Linked DNA regions of Mus musculus: region 1 is linked to region 2. Evidence: chromatin contacts called from public promoter capture Hi-C data. All regions are on one chromosome and are shown on one strand. Each heading gives the region's core, a stretch centred on a gene start, on an enhancer-like site or on the middle of the called end of the contact. The rest is flanking DNA. Distances are from core to core; before and after follow the strand shown. Region 1 overlaps Calr4 (calreticulin 4). Region 2 overlaps Osbpl9 (oxysterol binding protein-like 9).

Evidence for each region. Capture Hi-C pulls out chosen DNA fragments and counts their contacts.
Region 1: a contact with region 2 is called in a promoter capture Hi-C map of adipose tissue. The contact joins two enhancer-like sites. A contact is called at or near these places in 2 of 484 Hi-C or Micro-C datasets (the G1E-ER4 cell line and nephron progenitors) and 3 of 9 other capture datasets (adipose tissue, liver and pancreatic islet).

Annotation. Positions count from the first base shown.
Region 1 is chr4:109,250,472-109,256,292 of GRCm38.p6, forward strand. Calr4 (calreticulin 4) reads left to right here. Exons shown (of 8, transcript NM_001033226.4): 7 at 856-948; 8 at 3,279-4,106. The coding sequence ends at 3,530. All of the region lies in intron 2 of Gm40225 (a long non-coding RNA gene), which reads right to left. Among named protein-coding and RNA genes, the nearest start is that of Calr4, 18 kb to the left of the region's middle. Within about 2 kb of position 3,515, at least 31 of the 459 cell types and tissues checked have an H3K27ac peak or open chromatin away from gene starts, as enhancers often do. A contact at or near this core is called in the G1E-ER4 cell line and adipose tissue, where this site is marked.
Region 2 is chr4:109,102,012-109,107,834 of GRCm38.p6, forward strand. Osbpl9 (oxysterol binding protein-like 9) reads right to left here. Exons shown (of 24, transcript NM_001368727.1): 5 at 486-581. Among named protein-coding and RNA genes, the nearest start is that of Gm32581, 26 kb to the left of the region's middle. Within about 2 kb of position 4,185, at least 64 of the 459 cell types and tissues checked have an H3K27ac peak or open chromatin away from gene starts, as enhancers often do. A contact at or near this core is called in the G1E-ER4 cell line and adipose tissue, where this site is marked.

The DNA.
Region 1 (5,821 bases), core at 2,265-4,764, 150 kb after region 2:
ATGTAGCTGAGCTGGTTTGTTCAAGTTCCTGTCTTGAGCTCCCTTCTATTGTATTCCTTTGTCATGAAATAAACTATTGTAAAGCATAGATTTAACCTTTTAGACACAAATAGTACAATTTTGTTTCATTTAGTTTTTTTGAGACAAAGTTTAATGTACTATTACATAGTTTTTAGTTAGCCTCTGGTACCTGATATCCCCCATATGCTGGGATTATAAGCATACATTACTATACATGACTTCATAGCATTCTTAAAGAAGATAGAGAAAGGAGATGGAGAGGGGACTCAGCAGTTATCAACACTTGCTGCTCTTGCAGAGGACCCTGGTCCTGTTAATAGTACCCATATGGTACAGTATTTTGTAACTCTAGTTTTAGAGGATTCAATACTCTCTCCCATCTCTGACTCCCTAACACATGTGGTGAATATAAACAGGCACACAAATATACAAATAAATAAGGCAAAGCCTTTTGGTGAGTGTGTGTGTCTGTGTGTGTGTGTGTGTGTGTGTGTGTGTGTGTGTGATTGATGGGTGTATGTGCATACACCCATGGCCAGAGGAGAACATCAAGTGCCCTCTTTTATCACTTTCTGCCTTGTTCTCTTGAGACAGGGCCTCTCACTGAACCTGGAACTAGTCCGGCAGCCAGCAAGCCCCAGTGATCCTCCTGTGTCTGGCCCCGACAGCATCAAGGTTTATAAGGCACACTCGTGGCCACACGCATTTCCACCAGTGCTAGGGTTCCCAACTCAGGTCCTCACACTTATGCCACAATTACTCTTACCCACCGAGCCATCTCTCTACCCCACTAGCAACCTAGCTAGAATAATCTCACACTTTTCATTTCAACAGGTGAAATCAGGCAGCATCTTTGACAATTTCCTTCTAACAAATGATGAAGAGTTTGCTGAAGAGGTTGGAAATATGACCTGGGGATTAAGAAAGGTGAGATGTTCCTTCACTCTGAACTTCAGATGTCTGATTCTTCCATTTGCAAAATCAAGACTCACAATGATTGTTCCAATTCTGATCACTTGGGCTTTAGAGACAGAGAACTCACTTTCACGGAACATCTTCTTCAACTTTGTATGTGTTACCCTGGGCACTTTGTAAAATGCATCTCACTTGGCCCTTAACTCGACCTTGCAATAGAGATGCTTTCCATTTCTCGATGGGAACTGAGATTCAGTAGCTAAACTGCCCAAGGTCACACACAGCCTCTGACTTGTTGCTTTGGAGCCTGAACCCAGCATCCATGCTCCTTTTGTGTGCCACACTGTCTCCTCAGTGTGCCATTAGAGGGAGCCACTCAGCCCACCTCAGCCTTTGGACATCAGAGGAAGCTGCAGTGCTGTTTACCAGCTCCTCCCTTCCCACAACCATTTTATGTGTGCAGTGATATTTGGGGCAACGGCTTCATGGGGAAGGCATCCTGCATCCAGATGTCCTGTCCCTGCAGGAAGGTCAATTCAAGTAGGTTTATAGCCAGTGTCTAAAGTTCAGCAGGAAACTGAGGAACCAGCAAAGCACAGACACAGAGAGTAAAAACAAAACCACAACCTTGACCCTCCCTGCCCTGAGCTGCAGAAATGGCTCCATTGATGAAGTATTTGCTGTGCAGGCTTGGGGGTCAGACCAGAGCCCACATAGAAGGCATCTGTGTTTCTAGGGACACATATGCTAGGCAAGTGCTCTACCACTGAGCTGTATGCTAGAACTCTTTTTATTTTAAGACAAGGTTTCACAAAGTTACCCAGACTGGCTTTCAACTCACTCTGTAGCCAAGGCTGGCCTTGAATATGTGTTCTTTGTCTTCAGCCTACTATGTAGTTGAGATTACAGGTCTGTTGGGCACCAGTCCTGACTCCCAGCGGATCTAACTGAAAGTGCTAGGCTTGGAACATTTGCCTTTATCCTCTGGGCTATTTTGCTGACTCAGTGCCTAGCTTTAAAAATACGTTTTAGTCTAGTTTTGTCTTGTTTTACTTTAGCATTATCATCTTTATTTTGTGATACTAGAAAACTAACATAGAGCTTTGTTCATGCTAGACATGTGCGGATTGCTGAGCCACTCCCCAGCCCTCTAATACTGTTGTGTTATTGTTATTTATTAGTTAGAACACGAATGTTTTTATGTAGACTGCTTAGGTTCAAATCCAGGCTCCATCCCTAACTAGCTATATGCACTTTGTCTGTTTATTTAACCTTTCAATTGGGAATAATGATAGCACTATCTTTTAAACAAAATGTAGACCATCCATATGAGCTGGGTGTGACGGCATGTCCACCACTGCAGTCCCACAGGGTGGAGGAGGCAGAGGCAGAAGGGTTAAGAAAGAATTCAAGGTTTGGACACAGTGGTGTGCATCTTAGATCCCAGCACTCTCAGGTGGGTCTCTGAGAGTTTGAGCCCAGCCTGGTCTACATAGTGAGTTCCAGGACAGCTGGCGCTTCATAGAGAGACCTTGTCTCAAAAAAATTAAAAGAAAAAAAGAAAGCATTCAAAGCCATTTCTGGATTATATAGCAAGACCCAGTCTCAAGAACAAAATAAGCAAGCAAATGAATGAATTAGAAAGAATCCCAAACATTAGATAGCCCTTATCGAAGGTGGGCTACATGACCTTATGCATCATTGTGAGGAATACAAATAACACACAAATATTGTTTAGCCTAAGGTGGGTAATGACATAGGTATCTAATGCAAGAGGAGGAATTAGTTTATTTTAGTATTTTAAATTTTTTATTACACTTATGCTACTTAGTATAATGTTACATATTATCAGGTCTGAGTGCACGCACATGCCACAGTATTGGAGGTCAGAGGACGACTTGTGCCGTTGGTTCTTTCCTTCCGCTGTGAGTCCAGGGAGCAAACTCAGGGCTATGGGCTTGGTGTCAAGCACTGTCACCTTTACTCAACTTGCCAGTCCACTTTATATTTTTAAAATTATTTTATTTTAGTTTATATTTCATTTTGAGACAAGGTCTTAGGTAACCCCTAACATCCTTGTCTAGCAGAGGATAACCTTGAACTCCTGACCCTGCCTCCACCTCTCAGGTGCTAGGATTATGTGTATGCCTAGCTTTAGATCAATTTTATTTACAAATGAAATACATCAACACCCAGACGACTACCCCACAGGCGCTGAAATCTAGATGTAAATAAACACCATCCTAGAAACCTTGAAGTCAATGGGAAGACAACAGATGTTTCTAAAATGGGCTATCTGTTTACTTCATCTGTGAAACTTTGAAACCCCACATTTTAAACAGGATGTGGAGCAGCAGTGGAGAGAGCTGTATGAGGAAATGGAGAAACAGAAGGAGGCGGAGGAGACCAAGAAGAAGAGGGAAAAGGAGAGAGCCAGGCAAGAGGACGTCTGGGGACTAGATGAGGAGGATGAGGAGGACGCTGAAGAGGACGACGAGGAGGAAGCAGAGGAAAGGCTCAAGCAGGAAGGCAGTGCAGCGAGGGCGTCTCTGGACCAGAAGGAAGCCCACTTGGATCAGAAGGATGAACTGTAACTGCACAGACACTGGGTGTGGCCGAAGTCAGAGACGGTGCTTAGAGAGGGAAATGGGCCCTCGCTTAGCAAATTATGGGAAGTAAAACGACTCATTCTTTTTAGATAAACTTTGGATTTATAGTTCTACTCCCCTTCCCTGCTCTATTTGCTCATTGGTAGAAAGGGAATGATAATTTTATCTCATGAAATGGCCCTTGGGACTGAATGAGGCAATGCCTGTAACATGCCCAAAGTAAATACTTGTAAAAAAAATGTAGTAGTTAAAACTACTATCATTATCATGGTGTTTATGAAATTAATTGTTGGTAAATAAGCTTCTATATAAACTTGGTTCTTACTTTCAACTGGGGTTTTTCTTTTGTTTAAATATATGCAATTCTTAGTATTTATGGAGCAGTGCTAACAGTTGAACCCAATGTTTCCTTTTTTTTTTTTTTTTTTAAATGTATTGAGCACCTAAAGCCAAAAGCAGAACATCCTTTGGACGTTTGGAAAAATACTTCATGAAAGTCACCTTGTTTGCCTGCTGCTCTTGCCTTATGTTTAAACAATTGTTACTTGTTTGCAAGTTTGCTTGTCTTATTTCTATCTTTTTTGTTCCACCGGCTCACAGCATCATTATCTCTTGAGTTCTTGTAGTTCTTTATAGATTAGAAAGCATTTTCCCACAAATTCGCAGTGTGCCTACAATGCATCTATTCAGTCTTACAGAGGTCACTGCAGAGATCATTGCTATCTTCATGTTGCAGACACAGAAACTTGTTCAGGGTCAGTCAGTAAGGGGCGGGCCAGGATCTGATCTCAGGTTCATCTGGCTGAAAAGCTTAGCCTTCTACTGCACCAGGCGATTTGAATGAATATCTATTAGTACGAAATACAGACAGAAAGTAACCTGTCACATGGAAGAAATGTCCTTATATCCTTTTGTTTTGTTTTTGTTTTAATCCAACATTTAAGGAACCAGTAAACGACAGGGTTACCAACACAAATCAAGGTACTCACTAAATATCCATTGGAAAGTGTGAACTCCTATCCTCAACTACATAGTGACCGCAAGGCCAACCTGGACTAGACCCTATCTCAAAAAACAACCAACCAAACACAAAACCAAACCACCAACTCACTCTGCCTATGCCTGCAGGTTTCAGAGACACCTTCATAAAGACCTTTGAGCCAGGTATTGAAGAATACAAGAAAATGTAGAACAGATTTGCAGTTAAAGAACTAGGAGCCTGGATAACAGGAAGTGGAGTCATCAGATCAGTGAGAGTGGCAGGAAGTTCTCCCTTCCTCCCTGGAAGCTGGGACATAGTCAGCTTGTTTTGTTTCTTAGAAAAACTAAATGTTTAATTTTTAAAAGAATATCTTTTATATATTCTTTGGCATTTGTATACATGTATACATGAGCACCTTCATCGTCATTTGAGACAGGTTCCCACAGTCTTGCCCTGTTGCCCTGATTGGCAGAGAGTTTACTTTGAAACATAGACTGGCTTTTAACTTCCTCATACCTCAGCCTTTGAGTGCTGGAATTGCACGCATGCAAAAACTGCTCAGCTCCTAGTGGTGGGTCTTGGATTTTTAGAATATTCTAGATTAGGAGATAGTACATTGGGTAAAAAAGCTAACTATTAAAACTTGAGTTTCATCTCTGAATTTCACATGGTAGAAAGAACCAACTCTTGTAAATTGTCTTCTTCTACACACATGCAGTATATATACATACGAATTAATAAATATTTAAAAAAACAATTTTAAGTGGCGGTTGGGTGTGGAAAGAAATTTGGAAAGATTAGCACCTGACAGCCCACAGACTGTAGAGAGTTTTCATAGCCTGGGGGAGGGGTATGGGGGGTTGGGGTGGTAGCCAAGGCACACCAACCCACAAAAGGCAGTTTCAAAATAGTATCAAGTTTTAAGATATCGTACATGAGCTGACTAAGATCTCTCTGGCACTGCTTGATACCAAGCACATTGGGACATCACTTTTGAAATAGCAGCTCAGACCCAGGGTGAAGAGACGAGCTTTATGCAGCTAATTTTGTGGCACAAACCGGTTTTTCTTCCATTGAAGGAGTTGGGAGAGCATGCAATGGTCCCCTCAGCATTAAAGAGCACTCGATACTTTCTGCGATCAGTGAGAAAGGGGACAGACACGAAACAAACTTGCTCTGAGGGCTGTGGATGAGTGACAGAGTGTGTATCTAACGTGCACAGGACCCTAGTACTGGAAGAACTAAGTAAGGGCTGGGTCTCAGAGGTCTCATTATCTTAATTTGATTACTTCTA
Region 2 (5,823 bases), core at 2,935-5,434:
ACCACGCCCAGCTAAGATTTTTTAATTTTGAAAATAGGGTCTTATTCTGTAGCCTAGGCTGGCAGGAATTATGTAGTGGACTATACACTTAGCCTCAAACAGGTGATCTTCCAAGGACTGGGGATACTAGCCATACAAGAGTATCAGTAGCCTAAAGTATCTGTTTAAACTCCAGAGTTTTTTCTGCTTTGTCTCCTTAAGTTAATGAAGATTTCTTTCTCTTCCCATGACCTATCATTTTAATTAAATGGGACAAAGAGGAAAGGAAGAGTGAACCCAAGGCTTTACAATATCCTTTTTAGCTTTTCCCTCAATAATCAAAAGTACAGATCATAAATTTTATCAATACAATTAGAGAAAAATATCTTTTAAAGAATCAACTTTAGAAACTGCTGAAGTCGCTGGAAGGATGTAAATTGCCATCAAGTAACTTCTTCTGTCTGTTAGTAACATTTACTACTGCACATCAGAACACCGTGCCATACCTTTAATTGTTCTATCAAGATCTGCAGGTACGCGTCAGCCTCGGTAAGTTTCTTATCAAAGTCTTGGACACTGGGGATGAATCCTGAATCCAAACCCTAGAGAAAAATGAAGTGAATAATCTGTCAGTGCACCAGCAGCACAGTATTATAACAAAAATGAGTACTTTCCACTTTCAAAACAGTGTATGTACGCAAGCACATTTGTGTAAGTTAACTAAAATTTCCAGGAAAAGTGCTGCATCAACCTCCGTCATCAGCCGCAAGCTCTCTCAGCAGTTACACATGTAGCTGCTGCTCAAAGGAAAGGGTTCCCTGGCCCTCAGTTACCACAAAGCCACACGACTGCCTCCACTTTCCAACAGAACCACAGTCAGTCATCTAAAAGATATAAAACCCTTAGGCCATTTCCCACGTTCCCCCAATCTTTTTTGTCCCAGAATGTTAACCTCCTGTTCTTTTTTCTTTTCTTTTTTAATTACATGTGTTTATTGTTGGGGGTGGAGGGGTTCGATCCTGTGGAAGTCAGATGACAGCTATGGCAATCAGTTGGCTCCTTCCAAAAGGCAGGTCCTGGGACCTCAACTCAGGCTTTGCAGCAACTGCCTTAGCCCACTGAGCTAACTCACTGGCCCATATATTCCAAATCCACTCCATCAGCTCACAAGTTTCCCACCCTCTTTTTCCCTTATTAAAACAAACAAACAAAAACAAAAAAACTTTAAAAGAGCTGAGCCCAGTGGCAGACATCAACAATCCTAGCACCAGGGAGACTACAACCAGAGAATCATGAACTCACAACTAAACATCCTCACAGCCCTTTCTAACTGCATCCTTCTCAAGTTCCTCCTTACCTCATCAAGTTTCCTATTTGCTGTCATCCTTGGCATGAACACTACACTCTGGACAGGGTGTAAATGTTTATTTATTTAGAGGCCCCATCTCTCTCTCACTTTAAAAGTTCATCAATGGCATATCCTGCTTTTTGTATATCTATAAGTTCCCAAAAGACCTTAAGCCTCCTGTTTTGATTCCCATCAAAAGAAATTTTGAGTTTTTAATCATCTCTGACCAAACAACAAATCTTAGTTGTAAAAGATGAAGCCCATGAAGAACTCCTCCTTGCCAGCCTGTGTTCGGTGTCTACCGGCACACGCAGCTGTCCTACCAGCAGCAGACTTCTCTCCCCCGACCACAAAACTGTACTAAAGGAGCGATGGAGGGTGTGTCTCAACAAACTCAGCTGTGGCCGTCTCCCCTGCCTTTGGCCAACACAAACTGCTTATGTTTATATTCACCATCCAGTGAGCTGACACAGACGCTTCTTTGGTATCATCCCACATTCCGTCTGGGCACACGGAACACCTTCATTATTGTTAAAGCAGGACACAACCCAATTTCACAATCCCAGGCAACTGAGGACTGGCAAATCTGCTTCCTAGTTCTAATTCAGCTCAGAGCCTGTCTCCTTACCACCACCTTCACCACTACCACCACCACCACCACCTCCTCTTCCTCCTCTTCTTCCTCCTCCTCCTCCTCTTGCAGCAGCAGCAGCCACTCCATCTACTAAAACACTAGCACACTGTTACTATTTACTGCTGTCCTCCTCAACTAAAATTAAAATTCTGACACAAAATGTAAAAAATTTTAAAAATTACATCTGTTATGGTAAGAAAAGCCAATTTATCTTGTAATTGTTTTCTTTTTCAAATTTAAAGCTGATAAATCTTGCCTTGCTTGCTTTTTATATGCAAATAAAGAAACTGCCTGAAAAAAATAAAAATCCCTTCCTAATAATTTACATATATATAAAACATTTGAGAAAAATTATAATCAATGTATTCATAATCCAGATAAAAAAATTCATGGTAAAAACCATTCTTTTAGGTTTTGTTTGTTTTAAGCCAAGGTCTCACTATGCAATCCTGACTGCCCTGAAACTAGCTATGTAGACCAGGCTGGCCTCGAACTCACAGGAGACCTGCCTGCAACCGCCTCCCAAATGCTGGGATTAAACATCTTGGACCACCTCCACCAGGCTAAACGCTTCCATTTTTAAAGCTATCCAGAGAACTACAACTGTTTGCTGAGCAGAGTGGCGTTCACACATCACCCTTCACAGGAGGATGAGCTCCTGCTAACTTATACACCTGAGAATGAGGAGGAGGCCTGGCTTGGGTTTTGTTTTGTTTCAAGAATATAATGGCGTAATTAGCAATAATGTAACAATCAGGACCCAGTTAGCATCAGGTAAATACACGATTCTTACTCAGCAGTTTGAAAGAACAACTGCACAATCAAGAGTAAACTGAAGAATCTGCCACAAGAGGAGGAAAAGTGGTCTTTAAAAAAATTTCCTCTTCTAAATTCATTTAGAGTTCTTAGAATTCTGTCAACAATTAATTAACAGAATCTTTTAAACAAATCAATAAAATTCTGCTACAGAAGAGAAACAATATTTAAACTTCAAGTCTGAACCCTCCCTCAGTTCTTCAGAAACCACCCTTAGTTGTTTCCCAGCTGAGTCCCATGCACTGTCCTCCCAGCCCCCGATACCCTTCCACGACTTCCCTTTCCCAGCAGAACCAACTGAGCTTCACAACCTCACCACACACATCTCACTGATGCAGTTTTCTTTTTGGAATGCTTATAGGAGGTTTATAATGGAATTCATCAGCCTAAAATCACAGAACTGGCCTGACTTCCCCTGCACATCAATCCAAAAGTTTGCAGATGTGCTTTAAAGGCCCTCTACAGTCAACTCATCTACCACCAATGGAATAATGTTTACAAATTCATCAATAGCATGAACAGGTGACAGTAATAACACTGTTCTTAAATTGACTAAGAATGCACTAAAATTACCACTAGTTTCACTCTCAGTCACTGACTCTATCTTCCCAGTCTCTGAGTCATCTTGTCTCTCCTTGAGTATCTCATGAATGGCAAGAGATAAAACCTGCTGAATTTTTATTTAAAAAAAAAAAAGTTGAAGAGATGGCTCAGTGGCTCAGAGTGCCAGCTGCTCCCCACAAACTTCAGTTCCTGGTGATTCTGTGCCCTTTTCTGGCCTCCCCAGGCACTGTATGCATATGAATCAGCAAGTTTATGTGCACATGCACACACAGACACTAAAAACTGCACTATATACCTGTTCTTCTTTCTAGCCAACATTAGAACAGTGAGGCATTAGACTTATTCATACTGGTCCTTTGTTAGTAAATTTTTTAAAAAAACTTGTATTTATTGAGCATTTATATGTACACACACACACACCCCACTACACGTGTGTGGTCAGAAAGCAGCCTCCGGGAGTCAGTTTTGTTCTCCTTCATGTAGATTCTGGGAATTTAAATCAGATCATCAGGTTTTGCATCAGTGGCCATCCTGCTGGTCCTAGAGACTTCTTTTTAAACAAGACTAAGAATATACATTGTTCCCAAGCAGAGTATGGTCTATCTTCCTTTGAAAGGAAAGGAAACAGGGCAGACTCTGAAAAACTGATTTCACCCTTCTAGAGAGCAGTGTAGGAGTCACATAGATGCATTCGGTAGTACTCTGCACTTGCCCTATCTAACACTGTACACGTTACTGTCTGACTTCTCTGAAGAAAGACAGAGAAGACAGGAACTGTGCCATTCACTCACTAGCACCCTCCAGGGCTGTCTCAGTGCCAGCTGCATGCATGTGGCACCAGTTGTACCAGCTGTCAGCTGCTGCTACCCATGTGCCTGCAATCTCTGTACTTCCATTCTCTCCCCCCTTTCCTTTCTTCTCTTGTCAGGTCCTTCAGCAGTAACTGAAGTGACCATACTGCAGTGCGGTAGTCAGGGCCTCTGCTCTCTGGCTCACTATGCTGATGTTCATTACAGTTCATTACATGTCAGTGTGTACAGGAATTCACTTTATGTTTTAACTAAACACTCATAATCCTAGCACGTAGAGGGAAGATTAAGAATTCTGGGCAGTCAAGACTCTCTCAAAACACTAAAACACATTTTTAAAAAGTTTAAAAGCAGTTACAGAGAAACAAATACAAAATGGTTTATGATATAATAAGAAAATTGAATCAGTATTTTCTAATTTGTAAAATACAGGACTAGCTTAATATTCTTAGAAGACACCTAAAAGCTAACATGTTGGCAAATTAAATCAATTTCCTATTAATGATTCTAGGTGGGACATGAAACAGAGAACAAAATGTTCCACTCCCATTAAAAAGAACACTGTAAGGGGTGCCCTTAAATCCCAAGGTACATGCAAATCATAACTTGCTTTGGCTACTTTCCTAGTAAGACTTTTGAAGCAGGCAGTAGAAGCTTTTAAAATAACTCCTGCTGACAGTGACAGACTAATAGCAAGGGTCAAAGTGACCAAAGGTGACTTAAGGTCTTCTTCCCAGAATCAATAATTAAGAAACTTATGGGTAGCCTTTAATTCCAGTTTAATCCCAGCATTTAGGAGGCAGAGACAGGTGGATCTCTGGTTTGAAGCCAGCCTTGTCTACAGACTGAGTTCCAGGACAGGCAGGGCTTCACAGAGAAACCGTGTCTCGAAAAACAAACAAACAAGGAAAGAACGAAAGGAGCTTCTGGGTAGCTGGAACTGAGAGAGGACTAAAAGGAAGACCGAGTAGTAACACAAACTCAAAACAATGACAGACAGTTTGCTATATGCAGTATTTTTTTTAAACAGTACAAAATAGTATACAATAAAAAATATGTTCTCCCCACAAAAGAAAGGGAAGCCTAGAATCCCAGCATCTGTTAGGTGGAGGCAGGAGGTTCACAAGTTCAAAGCTAGCCTGAGCTACATTAGTTCCTTCCTCAAAACAATTTGTTTAGGGCTGGAGAGATGGCTCAGTGGTTAAGAGCACTGGCTGCTCTTCCAAGGTCCTGAGTTCAATTCCCAGCAACCACATGGTGGCTCACAACCATCTGTAATGGCATCCAATGCCCTCTTCTGGTGTGTTTGAAGAGAGCGACAGTTTACTCACATACATAAAATAAGTAAATCTTTTAAAAAAATGTTTCAAATACATATCTATCTATCTATATATGTATGTATTTGAAATAAATTGTTCATATAAGTCTTCCTAGAAAGTTTAAAATAATAGAGAACATCATTAGTAGTAAAACTACAAAGGGGAAAAACAGGTTAAAATTTTAACAAAGAAAAACCCACCTAATAAAAGTAAGTAAGAATATTGGCATTTTAATTAGCAAAACAAATACCTTAAAATTAATGAAATTTTATGCAAATGCAATTTAATTAACATAAAGGCACCTGCAAAGTCTATGTTAATAACTGGAGCATGACACATTTGCGATGACCTCTC